2 separate regions of the Mus musculus genome follow, and region 2 is linked to region 1. Evidence: chromatin contacts called from public Hi-C data. All regions are on one chromosome and are shown on one strand. Each heading gives the region's core, a stretch centred on a gene start, on an enhancer-like site or on the middle of the called end of the contact. The rest is flanking DNA. Distances are from core to core; before and after follow the strand shown. Region 1 has its middle 6.7 kb from the start of Gm36392. Region 2 overlaps Epb41l3 (erythrocyte membrane protein band 4.1 like 3).

What was found. A called contact is a pair of places that touch in the nucleus more often than the background predicts.
Region 2: a Hi-C map of cortical neurons shows a contact between it and region 1, with 4 times the contacts expected there. The contact joins two enhancer-like sites. A contact is called at or near these places in 2 of 484 Hi-C or Micro-C datasets (cerebral cortex and cortical neurons).

The regions. Positions count from the first base shown.
Region 1 is chr17:68,877,191-68,884,724 of GRCm38.p6, reverse strand. No RefSeq gene overlaps it. Among named protein-coding and RNA genes, the nearest start is that of Gm36392, 6.7 kb to the right of the region's middle. Within about 2 kb of position 2,639, at least 28 of the 459 cell types and tissues checked have an H3K27ac peak or open chromatin away from gene starts, as enhancers often do. A contact at or near this core is called in cortical neurons, where this site is marked.
Region 2 is chr17:69,225,546-69,233,079 of GRCm38.p6, reverse strand. All of the region lies in intron 3 of Epb41l3 (erythrocyte membrane protein band 4.1 like 3), which reads right to left. Among named protein-coding and RNA genes, the nearest start is that of 2410021H03Rik, 48 kb to the left of the region's middle. Within about 2 kb of position 2,824, at least 51 of the 459 cell types and tissues checked have an H3K27ac peak or open chromatin away from gene starts, as enhancers often do. A contact at or near this core is called in cortical neurons, where this site is marked.

The DNA of each region.
Region 1 (7,534 bases), core at 1,390-3,889:
CAGGGATTGTACAACAGTCCATAAAAACTTCCCATAGATAGGCCCGCATACCAGTCTGATGGAGAGAGTTTCTCAGTTGAATCTAGTTGATCAAAACTGATCAGCACTATTGACCCTTGTCAATTTGACAAAGACATCACTCTGAAAACCATACCTTTTCTTTGTTTTGCATCCCCTTGGGGTCATGTTAATATCACGATACAAAATACAGCACAACTTTTAAAACTTCATCATCCTTAAATCTTGTAACACTTGTTTAAAGGCTAATGTCTCTTTAAAATATCCAGTCTCTTAACTGTGGACAGCATTCCAAAAATATTATATATATGTGGCGAGGCCTGTTGAGGTTGTGTAAGAAAATAAATATGTCTTTAATGACTTTCATTTGTTGTAATTGCAGATAGCTAAATACAGGCAACTCAAAAGCAAATTGAGCTGCATGGAACAGAACTCAATCTATTGGCTTCTCTCTGTCTGTGTCTCTGTCTGTCTCTGTGTCTCTGTCTCTGTGTCTCTGTCTCTCTCTCTCTGTCTCTCTGTCTCTCTCTCTCTCTCTCTCTCTCTCTCTCTCTCTCTCTCTCTCTCTCTCTCTGCTGTGCCCTATTCAGTAATATAATTGTTTGTGAAACTTTTAAACTCAGTTGACTCCCCTGGAATTTATCCAAGTTGAAGGGTGTTTGGTGTGAGACTCATTATATCTTTTGGTCCTGGTCCAAGATTTATCAGTTTGGTTTATTCAATCAGGCAACACCAAGGATACTTGACAAGCCTTTGTTCAATGGTTAATGTTTTAAATGATAGCTGCTCGGAGAACCCACATTAACCTGCTTACTGTGTAGTAGTATTGTGTTAGTCTGCTTACTGCAGCAGCACTATGTGAGCAGTAAAAGTGATAAGAGTTTATTGGTTGAAAAAAATCTTAAGTTCAACTCTGGTGTGAATAGGGTTGAAAATTAAAATTGATTCAATATGACTAACGCTAGAGGGTCAACCTTTGGAAATGAGCAAGTCTGGGGTTAAATATAGATCTGAAATATTATCCTAGCTTTTAGATGCCATCTACTGGCTGTAATTACTATTCTGTACCAAAGGCCCTGGTTTTCCCACAGAGGGAGAATATTCACAGGGCCTGTGATTAAATTAAAATGCTGTTCCCTTGGCCTTTGTGTTTTGTGCAGATCGCTGCCTGGACAAGTGTCAGTGTACTTGAAAGTCAAGCTGCATTTGGAAAAAGTTATTGTGAGCATGAAATATTTATCTGAAGGTGAGACACATCTGATGGCTGTTGGTTTCTGACTCCCAGCTTCCTTTCAGACATAGAGCAGCATGTAGGCATCTGGATACAGTTCGCTGCTACTGTACCTGAATACATTTTTGCAAAAGCTGTCAGGTCACAGCTGTTCTCCATGTGGAATGTAGCAGTGAGAGAAATATACTGGCTCATGTGTGCAATTAGCACACCCAAACTCTACCTGCATTTCTGTATTTAAGGATGGTCAGCGATGGCATCTGTCAGGAAAGAACTTAACTGTGTAAACCGAACCCATGTGCTTCTTATCCAGAAATCCTTCCACTGGAACATGGAGGGCTCCGCTGTACTATAGGATGAATAATATAGGTGTTTTATGGGGGGGGGGGAGGATAATGTTTTGTTGCTATGGTGCCAAGCTGTCCTTCCACAAGCGTGTGTTGAAACCTTTACTCCCAGTGCAGCAGTGTAGAGAGGTGGGAACTAACCGGATGGCATTAAGCCTCAGGGTCTACCTTAGGTATATGCATATATACTACTTATTACTTACATAAGTGGTGGCTGTTTAAAAAGGAGGTTTATAAAATTTGCTTTTAGGTACTTTTGGAAACACCCTTTATGAAAAAAAAAAGTTCCATATAGAAGGAGGGTAGCTGTTAGCTTTTTGTAATTCAAAAAAAAAAAAAAAAAATCAAAGATTCAAGCCAGCATGAACCAAACTGTGAGTTTGAAGGATAGCTAATTGCTTACATGCTGTGTAATGGGATTAATTTGTTAAATTGTTGTTGTTGTTGTTTTTCCAGAATTGAAGTGTCATCTTGGTGTGGGGAAAGGACTAGGAGGAGAGGAGGAAGGGAAAACTGCCGTTGGGATGTAAGTAAACAAATAAATATATTAATTTTTTTAAAGTGTGTAAGTATAAATTGGGGGGGGGGGCTATCTGTAAGTCTCAATCCCCCTCTAGAAAAATCAATACCAATGTGGAGAATTGCCACGAAGATTATATGAGGCAATGTATGTAAAACAGCCAACATGGTGATTGTGTTCACAGAAGGGCTCAGTGCAGTGTCAATGTTAATGAGGGATTGAGTATGTCAGATCCATGATGCCATTCCCGCAGAGGGCTGCTTGGGAACTGCCATTGGCCAGGCCATGAGACTGAAGGCAAGCAGTGCCTCTGTAATTTCAGCTTTTCCTAGCTGGCCGTGGTTGCTGTTCTGTTAATCTGAAATTTCAGTATGTGCTGAACAGAGGAGACCTATGTGACCAGCTCCCCACAACTTTTTCCTATGAAGAGCCTTAGACTTTGTGAAGGGTTTCACTGGGCAGAAGCAGTGTTCTTGTTCATGGAGACCGGGATATGCTCAAGGGTGGCCTCTGGTGAGAGAGAAAGCAGAGGAACACTGAAAGACAGATCCTCTGGCTCCAGCCGCCGCCGCCATCATCTTCTGTGTTGTGCTGTGCCCTTTCCACGCGGCTGAACGCAATCAAAATCCTCAAACGCAGCAGCAACCTTAGGATCCCTCATCATACTCCACGTTTAGTGACGTTTATCATAATGTTCATTCAATGAGTAGTTCCCAAACGTGGCTGTTATCAGAACGTCCTAGGAAACGAGTCGCACAGGTATCCCTCCACCTGCTCCACCTAGCGGCGGCACAATTATAAAAGGGTCCTACTTTGAACTGTCAGCGCTCTCTTAAATGTTATTTGTTTCTTGTTTGTTTTTCTGTGTGCCTGACTGTGCCCCGTGGGTTGGGAGGTCAGAGGACAATGCTCAGGAACCAGTTCTCTGCCACTTTGTGGGAGTCCAGGTGGGAACTCAGGCTGGAAGGGGTAGCTTACAAGTGCCTGGACCAGCTGAGCCCTCTCTGCAGCCCAGATCTCGGTGTTCTTTAGTTCTGACATTTCTAGTTGATTCATTTAAAACGTTTTTACTATGTTTAGATTTATCAGTTACTATGTATCTATTAATCAGTTAATATGCCTTTCTGGAAGTTCTCTTTCAAGTCATATTGCCTCATTTTTTTTCTTCTTCTTCTTCTCCTCTGGATCCCTTGGGATCCTTTTAACACTATAGTTTTAGATTTACAGAAAACTTGCAAGAACAACATGGAAAGATCTGCCCATGCTTGTTCTGATTCCTGTTAACATCTAGCCTGACCCTTGGACAGTGACCAGAAGGAGGGGTGAATACCTCCATGTTCCTAGTCACCAAACAATAGCTGTTTGTCTGCACTTAAGATTTTCCCAGCTTTTTGTTGTCTTTGTTCCAGGATCCAATCTAAGATCCCATCTTGTGTTTAGTTGTCTTGTCTCTGTCTCCAGTGCATAGCAGAACCTTGGTAGTTTCCTGTTTCTCCAGACTTCTATTGAGTGCTGTTGTTTTGTTTTGTTCTGTTTTGTTTTGTTTGTTTGTTTGTTTGTTTGTTTTTGGTAGATTATCTCTTGAGTTTGGCTTTGTCTGCTGTTTTCTTGTGAAGAGATTTGGGTAATACATTACCAACAGACACTACAGAAGTATAGTAATGGGGCCTATAATGGGGTGGCCCTTCATGTTATTGGCATTAGTCTTGGTTACTTATTGGTGACTTCTGAAGCTCTCCACTCTCAAGCTACACAATTTTCTTTGAAGTTAATTATTTTCCTGAGGAGATCTGCTGGGAGTCTGAAGATGCCCAGCTTTAAGATTTTAAGATATGCGGTTGGGTCTCTTCTGTGATAGTCTAAAGGACAATTTTCTATCTGCTCTTACTCCTTTTACATTTAATTTTAACCCCCACTGAATACTAATACTTGCTTTTAAACATTTGGATTCTTACTCTGGTATTTACAATTTCAGCCAAACACTCTAGGATTCCTTCTGGATGTCAGCTTTCCCCAATGTGTGACTCTGTCCTCTGAGTGTATGAAGCCGGACATTCATAACCCATGGTGTATGTTTCTTACCTGGCCACCTACAGTAGGTACAAAGTAGCTTCCGGATTGGTAACCCAGATTCCCATGAGGCACAGCTTTACTGCCCAGAGGTCAGTTACTTGTTAATCTCCCCTCAGCTCTGTCAGAATGAGGTGAACAACCCTGTCTGACCATCACCCTAGTGTCTAGGTCACCCACATTTGCTACTGGCGACCCTTCTCTTATTTGGAGCCTAGGCCATATTTCCCTGCCACGTTTCATGGTTTCTATTCGAAAAGAATGCTTGAAGTGGAAGCTAGTGACATTTACTTCATAAATGTTGTGCCTTTCTGATTCCCAGGCTCCCAGCTGGGAAAGGAACTTCTGTAGTCTGACTTGCAGTTGTGATAGTTGTCAAACCTTTCTGGCAACTTTAGTAGGACTCAGCTAGCCAGTAAGTTGACGTGTTCTAAGTCAACCTCAGTGTTGTGTGACATTCCTGGGGAGATATGAGCAAACATGTAGCTACACCAAGTGGGGAAACAAATGATGGATGAAAATAAGGACACCGCCAAAGACCAACTTGGTCAGTGTTTTATTGGGGCTACTTGCAGGGATACTGGTGAAGAGGTACTTACAGAAGCTGAGGTGACTCAACACACTCTCAGTAAGCTGACCCATCCTGCATGTGTGATGACCCATGAAAGACAGAGACCCGGAGCTCATAATACAACCTGTAGAAAGCTGAGCAGGTTGGAGAGACTCAGGCAGCTCAAGTGATCTGAGCCTCCTCCAAGAAGTTCTCTCATCTTTGTCTCTTCAAGGGAGCACACCTGGTCTGGGAGAGTCTCCCAGCAGTCCTTTCTGCTTATATAGGCATGAAAGGTGGAGCCTAGTGACGCTAATCAGTTTTAGGGACTTCCTGAAGTCTTTACGTGTTTGCTCTCTGAGATTAAAGAGCATCCTTGCTAAGGTATGCTTCTTTTCTCTGTGCACCTTAGTAAGTTTCCCTTCAAATGGGATGTTTTATCGTGGAGGAAATTGCTAGACAACACTCGGACCATGCTCTTCTGCATAGCCAGGGACATAAACAGTTGTGAATCAAAGGACAGTCTTTCTCTTGACATTTGAACCAACCTCTTTCTGAATCAGGAGACTTTTTAGCCCAGCCTCAGCTGTTCTGGTTCTTTGAAAGTTTGCCTTCCATCCTGCCCTCTACTACCTTGTAAGTTAAAAAAAGCTTCAGGGGCTTCAGGGAGATTTTAGGCTCTAAGTCTCATTAGGAGGGCAACACCCTGGTTGTGGGAAGCACTTCATGCTCTTGGGCATGTATCAAAGCTTTTGACATAGTGTATAATAGAAGAAATACTGGCCTCCCCCAAATATTCACCTTGTAATCTTTATAAGGTGTCAGTTTATTGTTTTATTCAGAAAAGGGAAATTTAGGTTGTTTATGGAAATAAATTAGTATTTAGGCTTTTCCACAAGGACAGAAACAGCAGTACAAATAAAATGATACATGATTTAGGTAGATGATAGATAGATAGATAGATAGATAGATGATAGATAGATAGATAGATAGATAGATAATAGGTAGGTGATAGATACATAGGTAATTCATAGATAAATAGATATATAAAGATAAATAGATACATAGAGAGAGGAGATACATAGAAGATGATATAGATAGATGATAGATGATGATACATGGATGGATAGGTAGATAATTGATATGATAAAGAGATAAGGGGGCCTTATTTAAAGAATTAGAAGACTTCAGAAAATTATATATGTGTGTGCTATATAAAATAATCTCTCTCTCTCTCTCTCTCTCTCTCTCTCTCTCTCTCTACACACACACACACACACACACACACACACACACACACACATATATATGAAATTCTCAATTTTTTAAAAGGAAAAATTCTTGAGTGATGTCTAACTTCCTTTCTAGCATTTTTTTACTTCTACCTCAGTGCATGTTAGTTTTCTGTTGTTATAAGAAAATTATGAGGCTGAGAAATAAATAAGGTAAAGAGGTTTTTTGAAAGCTCAAAAGCATGGCGATCTTGCCTGTGTCCCAAGGCCCATGGCATTACAACAGCTGTGCTTAAGAAACAAGAGAGAATTTGGTAAGGCAGGACCAGACTCTGAGGAGTGTCTGGCTTGCTCTTTTATAGAAGTTCTCTCATGAGAATTAACCAGGGCCCCAACAGAACTGCCCGAATCTTTGCTGATGCGTGCAACTTCCTAATGATCTTTTATCATGACTTATCTTCTAGTAGGCCCTACCGTATCTTAAGACCAACATACTGGGGAACCAGGAATCCAGCGTAGGAATAGTTGGTGGACACATTAAAACAGTATCCAATCCAAATCTTCAGATCTCCCTATTGAGATACTTAATGAAGTGGGCATGACACTGCCACTCTTAACCCGTTAACCCTGTGATAACAAGATTCTAGCCATTCTAGAGTTTCTCAGACCCTACTGCTGTTCCCAAAACAGGACTGGCTTACAAGTAATAGATCATTTAATCCTTACAACAAACCTGAAACACTCAACAATGATCACTTCTTCCCATTGCATTATAAAGACATTGTCCTTGTTGACCATAATAAACGTGAAGGGTCCCATTAGTCCAAAATGACAGAGCTAGCTATGATTTTAAATGGTGGCTACCATGTCGACTGGATAGTGGCTTTCATTGTAATTGTTTTGTAAGGCCAGGGCTTGGTTTCTCTTGTACTTCTGTCCAGACCTAGCTACATCATATTAGAGGTTTACTGTTTTCATATTGCAGGGCTGTGGTTCATTCTATTGTATACTCAATTCCACAAAACTAAGGAAACTTTGTCATGATCTCTGACAGTCATTGTGGGGGGTTAGCATACCCCCTGGAGAAGCTTTCCCAGAAAACTAAAATGGACTTAATAATGCCATGCTTGTCTGTAGGTACAGTGACCATTCTCTACAGTTTGATGGATCATTGGAGTGGAGGGACCTGGATTCTAGAAAATGAGTAATATCCACATGGAGACAGGCCATGAGTGGGCCCCCATTTAGAAGTCTCTGGGTTAAGCATCATGCTATACCTGGAGCCCACTGGAGACATGTCTGTGTCCTCCTCTTCACTCTCAGAATCAGCCCACTAAATCAGAGGTCCTGAAAGCAGGCATAAGCTACCAGTGACCCAGGGCAAGTATCACCAGTTCTTGATCTTCAAGAAAGAAATAAGTCTTTCAAAATGACAACATGAGAGCATATGACAGGTGGGTTCTAAGCCCATGCCCTAAGTTTGAGTACTGGGGAGAGATACAGTCTGAATGAAATATTTCCATATTGCTCCCCATGTAGGAGGTGTGTGTGTGTGTGTGTGTGTGT
Region 2 (7,534 bases), core at 1,575-4,074, 350 kb before region 1:
CAATACTCTGTTATGAGATAACTGACTTATTTCTGCATTAGTACTTAAAATCTGACAACATCCCTTCCCAACCAATATTCTCAGGAAAAAAAAAATGTTCTCAAGAAACAACAGATGTACCAGCCAGAAGCTTCCGTAAAATGGTCGACATTAACCCCTAAGACACTGACAAAACCCCATGGAAGACTAACATGCATTTGAAGATATTCTTGATGTGTGTGTATGTACCACACGATGAGGACAACAGTGAGAATGACAACAGAAATGACAGCAATTACAACACCATCGACAATGACAACCATGAGCACGGACAAAAATGGCAACCACAACAATAATGATGACAACGGCAACAATGACAACGAGAGCAACAACAACGAGAACGACAACAGCAAATTCAATGACAACAACCACCATGACAACAACAGTGACAACTACAAAAACAACGACAGCAGCAGCAACAACAACAACGATGTCAACAACGACAATGGCAATGAAAACAATGACAATGACGACCACAAAGATAATGACACCGGCAACAATGAGAGCAACAATGACAACAACAAGGACACACAAATTTAAAAACAAAAACAAACAAACAAGCCATACTATAACAACTTAGCCACAGTCAACCATAAGACATCTAGAGCAGCAACACTGAGGGTGTTCAGGGAAGGGCGCTGACGCTCCACTGCCTCTCATCCACTGTGAATCCAGAAGCAGCCTGGGTAGCACAGGGTGCCTGCCACTCACTTTCCATCAGGAGTCTTCCTTTCAGACCACTGGTTCTCTTGGGAAGTTCCCCTCTTGGGTGACTGCAGTACCCATTTTGTGCTTGTATTTCTGCTGCCTGAGGAGGGGAAAGCTCACTTTCTCCGGGTAAGCAAGGAAGCAGCCTCTGTGCCAGAGAAGCCTGCTGGCTGGATCCTAAGGAAGTTCCTACTCACAGCTTGTTGGATTAATCCTGAGGCAGGGTGCCGCCTTTAAAACAATGTCTCCTTTCCTCATTGCATTTTCTCACTGTGTGCTTGAGTACTGCTCTCCTCCCTAAGGATCATCTGAAACTTCATTTCTAAGAGATTGCATTACTATTTCCCTTGGGCCCAGGAGCTCATGAAGAACTCAGTAAACTCCATGTGCCAGGGCTCCAGCCTCTGCCGCCTGCTCAGCTCCGTTCTCCATCCTGCCTTGGGCCTTCCTTTTCTCTACCAAGCTGCTCTTGGCAAAAGCATTCTAATAGTGTGTGTGCTAGGAGTGGGTTTGTTTTTTCAATTTATACGTGACTGCGGTCAAAGCCAGAGACAAACAGAGCTGGTGTCTGGACAACTGAATCCACAAGCTCTCTTAAAGGAGCTGAAGCCAGAGCCCTGGGAAGCAAGGCAGGATGCGACACCAGCTGTCCTCGATGCGTCTACAGCACTTTATACTTTCTGTCTCAAGTGTACAGTCAAAGCCACATTCAATATGCATGGTGGGAAGTCCATTATCCCCATCACCCCTGCCACAACCATTCCCACGGGGGCAGGGCATAATGGCATCCTTCAGAATATGCAGCAGGCTCATGTGGGATACAGGCTGCATACACATGGAGGCGTGGCATGAGAGGCAGAGATTACATGTATAGAGGAAACATATGTCCCACTTCTAGCCTCTTCCTTCAATATTATAGGCAACCAGCCCAGCCCCAACAACAGTTCTTTCAAACAGGAAGCTATCAGTGAGTCAATAATTATCAATAATTATCAATGAGTCAATAACTTGCCATATTCTTGCTGTGTGAAGTTAGATGATGACCACACACAGCATTCTGTTAAAGCAGAAATATGGAACAGTGTCCCGGACCTGAGAAGTTTTTAGGCAAAAGAGTTAATATGCAACTTATTCCCATGTCTAAACATGTTAGAGCTTACTTAACGTCACTTAAATACCTTAAGGATAGGTATTTCAAGTTTATTTTTATGTTTTATTGTAGCATATTAGACAGGCCCAGTTTTAGACTCTGGTTGTGCAGTTACCTGGCTATGGGATATGAAAGAGGTTACCCAACCTCTCTTGAGTTTTACTGTCTCCACTATAAAATGGAAATGTGTTTAGCATTCCCTTGCAGGGTAACACATGAAGCACACTGAAAGGCATGCTGTCCGGATGGCGGAAAGTAGTGTGTACAGTAGTGTGTACAAAGTACCTGCTGATCCCCTTAAGTAAGATCAAGGCAGTTTCTCATCCCGAAACTCACAGAAACTAAAGTATTTCTATTAAAGGTCCATTTCTTCTGTAACAAATCCACAAAACCATTGCACTGCTTTTATAACTCACACAGTGATATTCACTGCAGAGGTAAAATGGTTAAATGTTCTTTGCAAAAAAAAAAAACAAAAACAAAAAAAAACCACTATCCCTACCATCAGTGACAGGGGTACATGTTCAGTCTTTTACCAACACACACAGACTGGGTCTGAATATGCATCGGGTAGACTGGCACAGTTGTTTATCTTTAAAGCCAAGGCATAAGATGGGCATATATCGTCATGGATACAGCATGAGTGATGAGAGCACATTAGCATCCCCCCAGTGTCTTATACAAGACTCAAGGAACAGGCACTTCCGGCACACACATCATCCAAGTCCCCTCTTGCAATTAAGCCCCCTGGACCTTTTTATTTTTGTAAAGTCGTCTCTTTCTTTCATCCATAATTGCTTTCTGCCCTCATCTGTTGCAGCAGTTGGAGCCTGTGTTTGAAATCAGGCTTTTGTGTTTGGGGTTGAGCACTGTGGCAGATAATAGCCTTTGAGTGGAGCACGCTTCTTCTTGGCCAGCAACAACACTTGGCTTCATTTTCCACAAAGACTTTCACAGCACACACGAGATGCTGGCAGCAGGCTTGCTAGACAATATTTCCTGTTGTTAATCTGCTATGGATTCAGGTCACTATGCCAGTATGTGAAAGGCAAATGCAGAAGAGGCAGCCCAAGGAAGAGGAATTTGTAAGGGAGGCACAACTTAAAACTTGAACCATGGCTAAGGTCCCCTAATTAGCTCATTCTGATTAATGAGGTTTGAGAATTTTTGCCTGAGAGAGGATGCAGCTTTCTGATATCCCAAACCAACCAACAGACAGACAGGAACCCACTTATACATCCACATTGTAATTTCTAATTCAGCAATTTGCTTGGTCAGATCAAGAGCCGTGGGGAATGGAAGTACAGAGAAGGAAACATAACTTCTAAGGATATAATCAGTCTAGATTTGATACACTGCTCTCTTTTAACTCTCTCTCTCTCTAGACACTGAGAATCAAAACAATATGGTAATGACACGGATACTGCTTTAAAATTACGTATTAAGTCGACTTGTATCGTTTATTTCCATAAAATCTTCTGAGCTATTAACTGGGCAAGGCTGCGAGTAACCTTAAAAGAATGTCTGGGTCACTATGGAAACTCCCCACAAGAATCATTATAGCATTTACCAGGGAAGAGAGAGCAAGATCTACAATAAATGTGAAGAGAAAGGATGAAACTGGGCAGACAGAAGAGATGCAAGTGACTCAGACCACTCTCCATTTTATTTCAACTCATATTTAAAGTGAAAGGCATCATTATTACAATTATCTTATTATTCTATTTAATCTCATCCCAAGGTAACAAGAGACCTGCTTCATCACACCCCCATCCTAGTCTAGTCCTTTCATGAATGCTGATTGCAGGTTTTAAAAGTTTTATATAAAGTCACTGTACAACTAAAAGGTCTCTTCTTCTCTACCTAACTACAGAGCCATTAGAACAGGATCATATGGGTGTTCACTTGGAACACTACGAGTATGTTCTACTACATGTATGTATCTTGTCTCACACCAAGGTCGATGCTTTTACAGTAGTCACATACTTAACAGGCTTAAGCTTAATAATTCTATATGGAGAAATAAACTTATTTGCATATCTAAGTACAATGCTTGCTTTGAGGGTATCTTGAACAGTAAAGAAAAGTATTATAATATTTCAGCTTCAATGCCCTGTGAGTGCTTTAGAGTTTATATAGGACGAAATTATTGAAATCATACCCTATGAACTGCAGTTTGGGTGCCTTGAGCCTCCTTTGGTCTTTCTACAATGGTGTCGATTCAAACTTAAGGTGAATTTAAATTTGGGCGCAGGGATTTGTGTGGCCGGCCCCTGTCCTTGTACAAGGAGGGGGACGAGCCCAGTTAATGTGTTCTTGTCAAGTCCCCATCTCTCAGGTGATGTCAAATCATCTGAGAGTTAAAGAACTGTTCGGACACACTGTTGAGACACTGCAGCCACATGAATCCTTCTCACCAGCTTCACACAGGAGGATGCCAGCCTAATGTCACTGGGATGCTATTAGGTCATGGCAGCTTTATCTATACTGTGTCCCAGTCCTTCAGGAGGACAGCTGGGGAAGGCACTCTGTGAGCCCAGGACATCTCTTGAGATGGTCCTATCTACTTGAACATGGGTGAGGGGATGTGGAATGGGAAGTCCTATTGGTTTCCCATTTATGCCACTGTATCTGGTTTTATCCATAATAAAATTCCTATGTTTAATAAAATGTGTGTGTGTGTGTGTAGAAACATAGATAGATAGATAGATAGATAGATAGATAGATAGATAGATAGATAGATATTTAGATAGATCCTTAAATACCCCCCAAAAGCCAAATCTTGGACATTTTTTCTGTAGAAAAACATATAAGAAGCTTATGGTGGGAGGACTGACCAACAGAACTTGCTGAATGGAAAGGAAGGTCTCTTGTGTGGCTGTAATCTTAAGCTGACATGGAATTATCAAATGCTTTTCAGGTTTTATTGAGAGGAGGTTTGAGTGGTTACGAATCAGTACCAGTGGCTATTGATAGTCACTCCTCCAGTAATCCTTGGGGTTTGCAGCAGCAAGTCTCCAGTAACTTCCATGGCATAACTGTGCTTCCCCTGAACAACTGAGATGGTCTATGGTTTGGACACTTGAGTGGCAGCTTTCTCGTTTGAGCCTTCCAGAGAGAGGGTGCTCTGTGAGCTAATCTCACCTCCAGTTTTATACTCATTTTATTTTCTATTTAAAAATCTTCTCATTTATCCTTTGTGTACTTATGTGAAGTGAAACATCTCAGATCCTCTGAGAGTAGGATCGAGACTAGACAAAGCCCCAAATCCTCTGAGAGTCAGACAAAGCCCAAGTTAAACTGTGTCTCTGAAACTGACCACAGCTCTAGCTGTGGGGTGGGGTCTGCTTGCCTCATACTGCCATCGGGACACATTCCTATCCCTGCCCTCTTTAGGAAAGCTCTGTAAACCATGACATTCTGGGCAAGATCTTCTATAAAGGGATGACTGGAGACATTACGGCATTTTGCTTGGGGGTAATTATCTTAAACTATTCATGTGCTCTCCCAGCTCAGGCTAATGGCATTTCCCTGAAGAATGTGGTGCCTCTTTGGTGACTGTATTTGCTGTCGCCATGGCATTCCATAAGAAATAACAAGTCTCTGTGTGCCTTTCCGTTTCCCAAACGTCACGACAAGAACAGTTTCTTGTGTGGCTGTGTACATCTGCTTACCATCACTCATTCCTCTGAGGGGCCCCGGGGAAAGCGGGGGCCATGTTACCAGTAGATGTGGCTCCAAGAAAGGGTTTCCTTTGCCCTTAAAGAGGAATTTCAAATATACCTACCAGGGAGAGACACAGCTGTCTGACACTGAAATGCTGCACCCCCATCCAACAAAGACATCGTGCATCCTGGGAAGAATTCTACACCCCACTAAATAGAGCAGTTCATAAATTATCAGCTATACCCCGTCTGTTTAGCCTCAAGTTCGTCATCTATAGAGTTCTCTCTTTCCCAGATAACTAAAGATCACAGGCAACAGCAACAGGATAGGTCAGTCTTGCAAGGGGAGCAACACAAGGACCACACATGACATTCATCTTGAAGCACGTGGTTCATTAATACTTATCTGACAAGGAAAAGAAACAGTTACTGGAGGCTAACTTTATTGGCAGCAAAGCTACGTGTTTCAATAAAGGTTCCGGCAGCAGCAAGTCTGTGACCTCTGGTAGAAAGACATATAAGAATCTGATGATGCCAAAGCTGACAATATAAACTCTTCAAGTGGAGAGAGAAGACAATCCTTTTGTTTTTCTGAAGAGAAGGAGTGAGACCAGATGTCTGCGCAGAGACCAGAGGGGAAAGAATCCCAAAAGAGAGGCAGGGGGACTGGGAGAGACATAAACAATGGACGGGGCATTATTTTTAGTTTCACGCTGGGTAAACATGAGGTTACACTTACAGAGATGTCTTTTTTCTATTTTGAAGAGTGACTGAATCACACCACTTCCCCCTGCTTCCCAGTACAGTAGCACAACCTTTAGAAAACACAATACTGCAGAATACTAGCTGAGCTGCTACCACTCACTGAAGCTGTTCAAAGAAAGAACTGGACCAGACATGCCTCTATGCCACGCAAAGCTGCAGTTCTTATCGGTAGGTATAACTGAGATAGTAACAAGCAAAAGGCGACACAAATCCAATTTGGAGAAATAAAAGAGCCTTGGCATTGGATTCAAGGGAGGCACGCTGGGACCAACCTCAAAGTATGACAACGCTCCATTACTCTTCCACAAATGGCAACCAGTCCCACCTCCTGTACCTAACAGAGAAACACCTTCAGTGGATATTTGAAGATGAAACAGAAATGCTTCCCTATACAGACTCCATGAAAATTGTTTGAACAAGCCTAATTCAACCAGAGCCACTCACAGTAACCTCTCAAGGGAACAGCCCACCCGAGTGATGTGTCAGACCACGCCTAATTGTAGAGGGTGGTTCTGATGCTAAGGTCCTGTTCCCCATTGGTTTGTGGTCGATCAATAAAATTGCCAGGGACCAATGACTGGGCCAAAGCTAAGAGGCGGGACTTCCGGGTCCCCGGAGGTGGGTGATAGGCAGGATGAGGAAGAGGCTATTACAAAGTTTCAATTTTGCCCAGGCAGGAGATTCAAAACATAACTAAGCTGAGGGCAGATTTAGGGTGTTGAGCTGGGGCTAAAGGTAACTGAACAACTGAAGCCGTGGGCAGATTAAGAGGTGCTGAGCTAAGAGTAGTATTGGGAAGGGCACGCTAGCTGCAGGAGAGTATTTTGAAGCACCTAGCAATTGAGCCAGTAAGACAGTTGAAAATAAGCTGAAGCGCGTTTGTGTTTCATCCATGGATCCAAGGGAACCTCGGCAAGGCTGGTAGCATGGTCCGCCCGGAATTTAAAGAGGGGTAGCAAAAACTACACGCTACACCTAAAAGGAGAAATGGGTTCTGTGTAGGGGAGCAACCTTTAGAGTTGACTAGCTGGATGAGTGGGGCGGTATGGGTAAAGGTCTCCCCACCACTCCTCTCTCCCTTACTTTGAATGCCCGTATTCCTCAGACTGAGCCTGTAATAACCTTTTCTTTCCTTCACTCACACATATCTGAATATAATGGCTCCCAGCGCATGCCTGTCTGACATTTCTCCAAACACCAAAGACAA